Regions from separate parts of the Mus musculus genome. Here all the other regions are linked to region 3. A link is a contact called in public HiChIP or PLAC-seq and promoter capture Hi-C data. All regions are on one chromosome and are shown on one strand. The core of a region is the stretch at or near the end of the contact, and the rest is flanking DNA. Distances in the headings are between cores, read along the strand shown.

Region 1 (3,682 bases), core at 102-2,601, 300 kb after region 3:
CCCAAGAGTCCTGGTGGCCCAGTCATCTCCCCTTCACTGTCCCCTGTGCCCCTACATGCTCCTGTCCTCTGCCAGGAGCCGATTTCAGCCCCATGTCCTCTCCACACGCTAAACCCCCGAGGTCCTCCTCAGCCCACCTAGGGTCACAGACCCCGTCCAATCCTCTCCTATCCCTAGAGAGAGCCCCCACCTCCGGCGCCGGAGCTCACCGCTCCACCCGCAATCGGGCCTGCCAACCCAGCGTCCCAAGTCCCCGGGCGCAACTTCTCTCTCCGCGCACACAGTAGCCGCCACAACTCCCCCGGAACTTTTCCCCAGATCCAGGGCGAGCTTCAGCCGACAGCAGAGCGGTCGGAGCCAGTACCCAGCGTTGCGAGCCGGAGCCCGGGGGGGGACTCGGGGGTAGGGGGAAAGAGTAAGAAGCGCCACTTGCCGCGCTTGGAGCGGCGCACTTGAGATAAACTTCCCAGGCACAGATAGAAAAGGGGGCGCCGCTCCCCAGATCCCAGAACCCTCTTGCCTTCATTTTCCCACCCGGAGCTCCCCTTGGCACCCTGCGCCTACGCGAACACTGCCTACCTCTGCTGGCAGAACATACACCCCGGTGTCGGGGCACAAGAGCCGGCTAGAGGAGATCCCCACCCACCCCTTCCCTTGGGCAAAGTCTTGCAAAGTCACCCCAGGAGCCCCTCACCCCTGCCTCCTTCTCTCCTCCAGACAGCTCACGACCCCCCTGCAGCAGGAGGGGGCGTGGGAGAAGGAACGATCACCCAGTATTGGCAAGCACCTGCGCCCCCAGCCCACTGCGCGGAAAGCGCCCCCACCCTAGTTGCAAAGTCCTGTACTCGTGCCTGGCACCTCCCCCTCTTCTCCCCTACCCCGCCGACCCCTCAGTTGGAGTAAGTGACCCCCAGGAGCTGCAGCCCTCCCTCCACTGGAGCGGCTCGCCGGGCATTCCCCTGGTCACTGCGGGCGCCGCGCCGCCCCGCGCCGGGGTGCCAGCCCTCTGTGCCCCCTACCTCCCGTACAGCCGGAGTTGGGTGGCAGCCGCCGCTCGCAGGCTGGCTGGCTCGGTCGTTCGCTCGTTCGCCCGCTCCCAGCTGCAAGCGGCAACCCCGGGGGTAGTGAACTGCACCGGGACAAGGGTGAAACCTGGAGGCGCCCCAATAGGCCCGCAGAGGTGGAGGGCTTGAAGGGGCCGCGGTGGAAGGAGCGCCGAGTCTCTTACCTGCACTTGGGGCGGCTTTGGGTGACTTTCCAAGTCCGGGGAAAAATGTGTGTGTGTTTGGGATGGAGCGCCGCGGGCGCGCATGCGCGACCGAAGTTGCCGGATCCCGGATTTTTCGCTCCCAGTCTCCGCTCTCGCCCGCTGTGATTATGGAATTCTCCGCGGCCGAACGGGCGAGTGGGTGGCATGCAAAACCCGGGCCGGATCGCGGGGCTGGGCTCCGCTCCACCCTCACACCCCCAGACCTTCCCCTCTAGCATTCTTCCCACCCACCGCCAAGGCTGGGCTCCGCGTGCGCGCGCGGCGAGATCGGCCAGCGAAGCAGAATCAGAGCGCGCTGCTCCCTTGTGCGGTTCCGGAAGGTTTCTACACCCTCTGAATGGAGTTGAGACTGGGACAGAAGAAAGGGACAAGGGTGCGTTACTTTCCAGCTATTCTGAACCCTTTGACACCCCGAGTTTGGTTCCCACTTTTTCAATGAAAATTGGCTCTCTTTTTTGCAAGCCAGACTGTTAGAAGAGTCGAATGAAATCTTCCCTGTTTGATATTTTCTTTGCTCTTACTCTCTGCAAAGGGGAGTTTTCATTCAGCCCCTTATGCAAGAAATAAATCCTTAAGTGAGCAAGACAGGCCACGCAGAACAACCTTACTCTATGCGTGGGAGGAGGGCAAATCATGTGCATTAAAACGAGAATGCTGCAAAGTGAAAGATCCACGGAGAAAGCAGAGTGTCTTGGGGGAGACGATCCCTTGGCCTGGAGATGGGAGGTGACAGCCGTTTTCATCTCCCCTGAAGGACACTTTGCATCCTTGCAATACCCTAGCAGGGCCTCTTAGCTGTCTACGCGGGTCACCGGTCCTCTGGCCCTAACACCTGGTCCTTCCTCTCCCAGTCAGGCTACCACACCCCAGCATAGACTCAGCGATGATACCCATTTTGTTCCTACTGCAGAATTCAGGATGGAAATTCAGGAAGTGAGACCAAAAAAAAAAAAAAAAAAAAATCAAAGGCGAAGGACCCCCAGGCAAGATGAGTTAGAAACTGACCGCTGTAATAGGCAAATTATTAATTGCATAAATAAGCAAAAGTGCAAAGCATAATCCAACTTCGAGGTGCACTTTACACAGTGAGTTCTGCTCAGAGAAAATGCCGCCCACAATGCCCAGCCCTGCTGGGGACTGGGGCCTACTGGAAAGCTTTTGCTCTGCTTCATGACCCTACTGTCTTGCCTGGCCAGCGCTAGGACAGTCGCCTGCTGGGATGTGTTCCCTGCCCTGCTGTGAGCTCAAAGTTCATTGGTCCAGAGGCAAATGACCAGAGTCTGAGGCTCTCTGGCCCTGAGGTGGTAGAGTTCCTAAATAAAACCTCTGGGTCAGTGCTGTGAGGTGTCACACACTCCTCAGATGCTATGGTAAGTGACAGCTGTGTCACACTTGTAGGAAAATAAACTGGAGCAAAACAAAAACATACACAACAACAACAACAAATCCAGACCTCACTACTCAGATTTGACAGCCCACGAAGAGCAGATTTGGGGGTTTGGACAACCCCAAATCCACCAGTTCATCTTGGTCTCTTCCCTCCTTATTCCAAGAATTAACAGAAGTCATCTGCAGCCGCAACAGACTGTGGCCTACGTCTCCCCTTCCATCTCCCATCCTTAGCTCCCAGGCTTCAGACTCATCCAAGTATTTCTGAGATACTTGAACCTGGTGACTCAGGAGAACACATGCCCTCCCCACCCCAATGCCCCCCTCCCCCAGAGATCTCAAGCTCAATCCTGCCAGCCCACACGGAGAGAAACTGAGTCACTGTCATCCGAGAGGTGACAAAGTAGGCCTGCTCACCACTGCAGCAGCAGCCAACAACTTGAGCTACAGGGACAGACCACCAGCCACTCACCAACTGGGTGACCTTGAATGAGACATTTGACCTCTGTACCTCAGTTATCCCAACAGAGAAATGGGGCTGATAACAGTATTGCTGTCTGGGAGCGTTGCAAGACTAACGTAGGTTAATGCAGGAAAAGGGCTTGGGCCAAGATATTGATCTGTAAGTGCCAGTAACTGTCCTTGTTCCTGGGGACATCCAGTACCCCTCCTTCCTTCAAGTCCTCTCCCCATCCCTTCTTGTCCTCTGTCTAGTTTCCTTTTGTTATGTTTATTTGGAGTAATCCTTTGCTCATTCATTCACTGAGTATGTATTTTCTAAGCCCAACACTCCACAGTGGGAGACAGAACTGAATTAGACAATGAACAAGGCCTGGCCAGGAAGGGGATGGTGACAGATTTCTTTCTACATCATTATCAGACCCACCTCCATTCCTAGTATTAGGCTCAACCCCTTTTCCCACTAGAATTGTCCATACCACATACACATATTCCATTCCACCTTCCCCTCAACATCACAAGCCTATCTCTCCCACTAAATGTTCATTAACCCACTTATTCTTC
Region 2 (3,608 bases), core at 772-3,271, 380 kb before region 3:
TCTTCTTCTTCGATGCTGGGCATTGGGCTCAGAGCCTCTAGCTGTTAGGCACCCACTCATCCACAGAGCCTTACCCCCGTCCCCAGCCTAATCATAGTATTTTTAGCAATTAGTTCATACTAGGCAAAGCTGTTTAAAATACTAAAGACAAAGGAAACATTATTTCCAGGAGCTTAAGTATTTTAAGTCTTCCATAGCTGAGGCTTTATGACTACAGAGCTTGACAAGTTTGCTTCTACAAACCAAGTGCTGTAAAATACTACAGAAGAGACCAAAGTCACACGCGGGCTTCAGGCTTGCATCCACGGAGCCTGACCTCTCTTCGTACAAACAAGTGTTTACGGAGTGAGAACATATAGTTATAACTTACCTGCATTCCTCCAGGTCTTGTAACTGCTGCATCAGTCTATCCAACTGCTCTTCTAAATTCTGCTTTAGTTTGCTTGTCTCTGTCTTTCCTCTGGAAGCCATTTTAATCACTGTAAGAACAATAAGCCCACATGAGTACACTGTATTTGGTTACTTGGGAAGATTCAACATATTGGTGCAATTCAAAATTAAGAAAATCTAAAATGCTGGGTGGCAGATTTCTGAGTTCGAGGCCAGCCTGGTCTACAGAGTGAGTTCCAGGACAGCCAGAACTACGCAGAGAAACCCTGTCTAGAACCACGCCCCCCAAAAAAAGAAAAAGAAAAAAGTAAATTATGAAAATGTAAAATGAAAAGAACATATTTTTTCTAAGATTACAGGTATGTGCTAACATGCCCAGACTTGTTTTTCTTCCCCCAGAACAGGGGATTGAATCCAGGCGCTCATTCCTGCTAAGCAAGGACTCTACCATTAAGATAAATCCCCTGCACAGTAAGTTATTACTGTTTAACACAAAAATTTATCTCTTCTTGGGGGAAATGGAGGAACCAGAATGCTACATATACGCTACGCCAGACTGCACTCCCAAGCTGCAATACAGTCTCAAAAGGCAAAGTTATTCTGAATAAATTTAAGGAAAAATAAAGGCTTGTACAACAAACAAACAAAAAAAAAAAAAACAAAAACAAAAAAAAAAAAACAAAGCAACAACAAAAAAACTTTAACCACACTACAGATTTAGACCAGAAAGATTTGACTCACTGGCACCACCTAGTATTGAATAAAAGTGATGCGTTTCCTTTGAGACTGCCGAAATGGCCAACACTGTCATCTGGAGTGGAATATATTCATTCACGCTCACCGGGGTTCCAGTATCCTGTCCCGTGCACGGTGCTCAAAACTCGCCAACTGTCGGAGCTCTGAGTGTCATCAATTTGAGGAAAGCGAAGTTGTCATAAAGTTTACCGGAGGCTCAAACTTCAAACCTCCTGGGGTGGAGCTGGCTAGAACAAGGTAAAACTGTTAAGAGTTTTATTTGCTGTGTCTGAACTTGGCCTACAGCTGTCCAGATCACTTCCCGCTAAGCAGACTGTAACTGAAATACGTTCTCCATTCCTAGGAAGACGCGGGAGAGGCCACTGAATCCCTGGGCTGTGCCTCCCGTAGCTTTTGCCGAGTCTCCTCTGGGTGAGGCCACAGCACTCGGGACTCGGCTTGAGGAAAACTGTCCAACTCAGACGCACGAGAAGGCAAGGGCAGAAAGCACACCTTCTCAGGGACGGAGGTGAGCAAAGCCCGGGCCCGGGACCACCGGAGCAAAAATAAGGCAGAGCCGGACCGCACGCTCGGATGCCGGCCTCCTCCCCGCGGACAGACGAACTCCAAGCTCCCGCCGAGGTGTGCAGGTCCCGCCAAGGCCGGGCTCCAGCAGGCCCGGTGGTCACCTGAGGAGGCGGGGAGTCCTACGCCTGCGAAACGCTTCTCCGTCCTCCCTGATCGGAAAACAGGACAACCTCCTTCGCCCTCCCGATCCCCGCCTGCCGCCCGCTAGCGGATCCCAGGGTTTGGAACCAGGGGCCCCGCCTACCTGACTCCCCGGCCTGGCGGACCGCATGGAGCGAGCACTTCCGCTGGATTCGCGCACTTCCGGCTGTGTGGGGCCAATGAGAGCAAGGCGGCGGTGTTCCCTGCGCTGGCGTCCGGGCCGAGGTTGTCTCCTGGAGGACTAGGGCCGTTTGGCCTTCAAGGCCTGGTAAGCAACCCACCGAGGTCCTAGGAGACGAGCCTGTGCGAGCGTTAGCCCGGTGACCCGTACTTTGCCAAGCAAGGGACAATGCACAATGGCTGGGCCTTTAGAGACTTTTGTAACGGTCCCTGGGGCCAGCTCTTCATAGTCAACTCTTGCCCTTTAGTTCTTGGAACCAAAAAGTTGGTAACTTTCCTGTGACCTTGGTGCAGGTCAGTTCCCCCACTTGGGGTGGCCTGGATTCTTCCTCTCTAGAGATTTCTTGAGAGCAGACGCCCATGAACTTAGAGGGATGTGGGTGAGAGGCAATGGGGGAAAGCCAGTGCTGAGAAGGACATTCCCTTTTAGTCGTTTCCAAATCTGGGAAAGAGCAAGCCCACACAGCCTTTGAGAACCAGTTAAATTGCTGCTGAGTGGACTGTAAACTGTTACCAGGGAGCTGAGTGGAGAAAGGGCTATGCCAGCCCTTTGGGACCCAGATCCTGAGTCCCAAATGTCGGATATTGAGCTACACTGTTGGATTCTGGGTTTGCTTAATTGTGATTATTCCTATTCTCTGGTTCTGCCCTTTTGGGATTAGAAAGTATGAAACTTATTTTGATTTTACAGGAGCTCATGATTAAAAGACTTGGACTTTTAAAGAGACTCGGAACTTTAAAAGTTTTGAAATTTTGAAAGACTGAGAATTTTGAAAGTTGGTCTATGCTTTTGTTTTATAATGTTAACAGGGACTTTGGAGACAAGAAATCGAAAGGTTATAGCTTACAGTGATGCCTTTGTGAAGTTGAAGGGGGGGGGGTGTTAGAAGTTCATAGTTAAGCCGGGCGTGGTGGCGCAGGCCTTTGATCCCAGCACTCGGGAGGCAGAGGCAGGTGGATTTCTGAGTTCGAGGCCACCCTGATGTACTGGGCTGTATAAGAAAGCCAGCTTCCTAGGTGCTGGGCATTGGCACTAAAGAGGCAGAGATGGAATGATATCTCTGAGTTCAGGGCCAGTCTGGTCTACAGACTGAGTTTAAGCCAGGAGGCAGCAGCATTCATTCCTCAGTAGTGTCTGCTTCAGGTTCCTCCTAGAGCCCGTGCCCCAATTCTTTCAGTGATGGACTGACCTGGAAGTATAAGGCAAAAGAACCCTTCCTCCCCAAGTTGCTTTTGGTCAGAGTGTTTTGTCACAGCAGCAGAGTGAGGCTCAGACACTGGCTATATGTTCTACAAAATAATTGGCTGTAGTAATATGAAAGATTGTTGTAACCCATAAAGAGATTCTCTTTATCCAAAAGTTCCCACAACGTAAAGAATGTATAGATTGATCTTGGTGAGATCTTAGGTCTGCACGACTGTTTTCCTGTGAAGCTTCACTTTGCTGAGATGAGCGATTTCTTTTGACAATGTCCACTTCTGCCGGTGTCATCGGCTCAGATTCTAATGTCCCTATTTTATAAGATCCGAGGTTTATAGGAAGTCATTGTAGCAATCTTGAGAGTATTGTGTAG
Region 3 (3,652 bases), core at 319-2,818:
CCCTAAACTTTTTGTTTGTTTAGATTTTATATTCATGAGTGGTTTCTTTTTTCTGAAGGTATGTGTGTAGATTACATACATGTGTTGTGCCCACCCACATGCATGGAGCCCAGAAGCGGGTGTTGGATGCCCTGGAACTGGAGTACTAGAAGGTTGTGAGCCACCATGTGGGTACTAAGAACTGAGCCCAGATCCTCTGCAAGAGCAGAAAGCACTCTCAGCAGCTGAGCCATCTTTCCAGCATCCTCACATAGGAGGCATTTGAGTCTACATAAATAAGCATCCAACCAGAGGCTGGTCTGATTACAGTGGACGCGTAATGCTGTCCCTTGCTCATTTATTCGGTGGTAATCTTGAATTCTACACATCAAATGTCAGAAAACAAAAAGTAGGTGGTTTATTCTCTCTGTGGCTATCTTCTTTTGCAGTTCTTCTAGACTGAAGGAAACTACAGTATTGGCAGAAGCTTTACTCAGTGTCATTTCATTTATATTATTGCCAGGCAAGAGGCTTTCCATAAGGCTGTCATCACCCAAAATAGAACTGCCAGTCAGTCTGCTATAGGCTCTGCTGCAGAGAACAGAAGTCTCTGGGGCCAAGGACACCCAGCCAATGCAACTGAAGTGGCACTAAGCTGAACTAACCTTGTGCTGGGGTGAAATGCAAGCCTTGGTGTGACAGAACCCCTGTCACCAGATCAAACCCTGCTCCTGGGTCTCAGTAGCTAGCTCTCCGGAAGCGATGCACACCCTGGCACAGGTGAATCCGTGCCCGGAGCTAGCTGACATGAAAGACCTGCAGAACTTCTTTGAGTATCTCATTTGTTGCTACGGGCTAATAACGCTTGTAAGTAACCATTGAACAGACCATCTCACTTGAGAGTCCCAAGAATCCTTTGAAGCAAAGTTGAAAATACACCCACTACACGGCTGAGGAAACTAAGGGTCCAGAGATGGTTAAATGCAAAGTATAGTCAGGATCAGAACATGGCTCACGTTCCTTACTTGGACTCTAAGGGCAGGCACTGACAGCTCCCTTTTAATGGAATAGGTACTGAGTGCGGACTCCCATTCCCATCCCGTCGGGGAGCCCCAGTACCGCCTCTGTGAGCCAGAGTGGACAGAATACGCTGGACTCGGTTTGGTCCAAAATCAGGTCAATGAACCTGGACCTGCACAGTTTCCCGTCCCCTTCACGGCTCCTCTCAGTGTAGGTAAGTAAAAACGCCAGGAATCTGTCAATCACTGGACCCACGTGGGTCCCTGCAGTCCCTAGGCTCTGGGGTCACCTTCCCGACCCCGCCCGGTCCCCTCAGCAGCCAACCTTTGCTCCTCAGCTCCTCGAGACTGGAGGCTGCCACGCCGTGCTGATCGCGGCTGTGGTTGCGGCGTAGCAGACACGGTTTGAGAGGCCGGACATCGTCCGGGTCTGGGGCGCTGGCTCCCCGCGACAGCTCCATCCTCAAAGTGGGGACCTGGCGACTCTGGGAAATCCCAGGTAGCCCAGAGCCCCTTCCCTAAGCTTTGACAACCTTCCTCCCGCTGCCTGACGGGAGATGTAGTTCTCTCAGCAAGTTACGCGAGACCAAGGCACGCCGGGAGATGTAGTTCTAGTGGCGGCTAATCACGGGCGTTCCAGGGCACGACGGGAATTGTAGTTTCTGGGTTCAAAGCCAGGGGCGGGGGGGATTCAGTTTAGGGAAGTGGTCCAGATTGGAGATTTCTTTTTTTTCTGTTGTTTTCTTTCCCCTACCCTGTTACCTTCCCCTCCTTTTCTTCTCTAAAAGACTGTATGATGGAAAACCCGGGGTCTCATGTATGGTAAGCATAGTTCTACACTACATTGCCAGCCATATATTCATGTTTTTTTTTTTTCCTTTTTAAAGATTTATTTATACATAAGTACACTGTAGCTGTCCTCAGACACACCAGAAGAAGGCATCAGATCTCATTACGGATGGTTGTGAGCCATCATGTGATTGCTGGGATTTGAACTCAGGACCTTTGGAAGAGCAGTCAGTGCTCTTAACTGCTGGGCCATCTCTCCAGATGCATATTCATGTTTTAAGAGTTGCCATTGAACTGGGTGTTGTGGCTCAGGCCTTTAATCCTCAGGAGGCAGAAGGATCTTTATGAGTTCCAGGGCAGCCTGGTCTACATAGTGAGTTTCTACACAGCCAGAGCTACATAAAAGAGAAAATTGTGTGTGTGTGTGTTTGTGTGTTTTTCAGGACTGGTTTTGTGACTTTTGAAGTTTAAAGGATATGATTTACAAGCAAGTTGAAATATTAAGTAAACATTTTACATTAAGTTAAATAGCTGACAAGATAGCTTAGTGGGTAAAGGTGCTTGCTGCCAGTCCTTACACCCTGAGTTTGATCCCAGAGCCCAGCATGGTAGGAAAACAGATTTCCAAAAGTTGTTCTCTGATCACACAACCTGACATTTGTATGCATGCATGTATGCTCATGTGAACACATACCCCCCCCACACACACAAATGGTTGCTATGAAATTATTATTAAGTTTTTAAAAGGAGCTGGTTTACTTATGTTTCTTAAAATTTTATTTTTGTAACCCAGCATGCTGGTGAATACCTTTAATCCTAGCTCTTGGGAGGCAGAGGCAGTTGTATCTCATTGAGTTCAAGGCCAAGGAGAACAAGCCAAAGTTACACAAAGAAATTCCGTCTCTGGCTGGTGAGATGGCTCAGTGGGTAAGAGCACCAGACTGTTCTTCCGAAGGTCCAGAGTTCAAATCCCAGCAACCACATGGTGGCTCACAACCATCCGTAGCGAGATCTGACTCCCTCTTCTGGAGTGTCTGAAGACAGCTACAGTGTACTTACATATAATAATAAATAAATAAATCTTAAAAAAAAAAGAAATTCTGTCTCAAAAACCAAAATTAATTAATTTTTTGTTTTGTTTTGTTTTTCAAGACAAGGTTTCTCTGTTTAGCCCTTGCTGTCCTGGAACTTACTCTGTAGGCCAGGCTGGCCTGGAACTCAGAAATCTTCCTGCATCCCAAGTGCTGGGATTAAAGGCATGAGCCACCACTGCAGGATATTTTGAAGGAAGTCAGTTTTCAACATAGAACATTAATTTTCAGTCTTGCCAAAAATGCAATGTCCCATCAGAGAAAAACTTTAAAATATTTATTTTATTTTTTGTATTAAATTGTATTAAATTTATTTATTTATTGTATAAATGTTTTGTTTGCATATATCTCTGTGCACTACATACACATTTGCCCGGTACCTGCTGCTGAGATCAAAAGAAGACATGCCCTGGCCCTGGGGTCCTGGAAAGTTGTGAGCCACTATGTGGGTGGTGGGGACCAGACCCAGGCTTTTCTGCAAGAGCAGTGAGTGCTCTTAACTGATGAGCCGTCTACCAGCCAGCTCTCCTGAACTACGCAAAAAGGTTGCTAAATAGCAATAACAGGAGGGCATTGCTGTAGACCAGGGAGTTGTTTTAGACACCAACAAATTGAGCTAAAAATAAAAATACAGACTGGGGGTAGCTAAATGCCAGAACACAAGCCAGCCTGAACAAGACTTTAAGTTTGATTCCTAGGACTGTGGGCAAAAGACATTCATGTGAAGATTTCACATGACTGAAATAAAAATAAACTTTATCTCGACTTCCCAGG

What was found. Promoter capture Hi-C pulls out the DNA fragments that hold promoters and counts their contacts. HiChIP or PLAC-seq counts read pairs in DNA pulled down with a chosen protein or histone mark.
Region 1: a contact with region 3 is called in a promoter capture Hi-C map of neural stem cells. The contact joins the promoter of Casz1 here to the promoter of Dffa in region 3. A contact is called at or near these places in 9 of 39 promoter capture datasets (the 3T3-L1 cell line, embryonic stem cells, frontonasal cranial neural crest and 4 more), 10 of 115 datasets of contacts at active chromatin or transcription factors (astrocytes, craniofacial prominence, embryonic basal ganglia and 7 more) and 4 of 9 other capture datasets (adipose tissue, embryonic stem cells, liver and 1 more).
Region 2: a contact with region 3 is called in an H3K27ac HiChIP or PLAC-seq map of epiblast stem cells, with 2.9 times the contacts expected there. The contact joins the promoter of Nmnat1 here to the promoter of Dffa in region 3. A contact is called at or near these places in 5 of 39 promoter capture datasets (cranial neural crest, embryonic stem cells, hippocampal neurons and 2 more), 4 of 115 datasets of contacts at active chromatin or transcription factors (the SCID.adh cell line, bone marrow-derived macrophages, epiblast stem cells and 1 more) and 3 of 9 other capture datasets (adipose tissue, macrophages and pancreatic islet).

The regions. Positions count from the first base shown.
Region 1 is chr4:148,802,061-148,805,742 of GRCm38.p6, reverse strand. It overlaps Casz1 (castor zinc finger 1), which reads right to left and starts at 1,351. Exons shown (of 21, transcript NM_001159344.1): 1 at 1,229-1,351.
Region 2 is chr4:149,483,623-149,487,230 of GRCm38.p6, reverse strand. It overlaps Nmnat1 (nicotinamide nucleotide adenylyltransferase 1), which reads left to right and starts at 2,021. Exons shown (of 5, transcript NM_133435.2): 1 at 2,021-2,122. It overlaps Lzic (leucine zipper and CTNNBIP1 domain containing), which reads right to left and starts at 1,965. Exons shown (of 7, transcript NM_026963.6): 1 at 1,232-1,965; 2 at 371-479. The coding sequence starts at 471.
Region 3 is chr4:149,102,058-149,105,709 of GRCm38.p6, reverse strand. Dffa (DNA fragmentation factor, alpha subunit) reads right to left here and starts at 1,568. Exons shown (of 6, transcript NM_001025296.2): 1 at 1,324-1,568. The coding sequence starts at 1,459.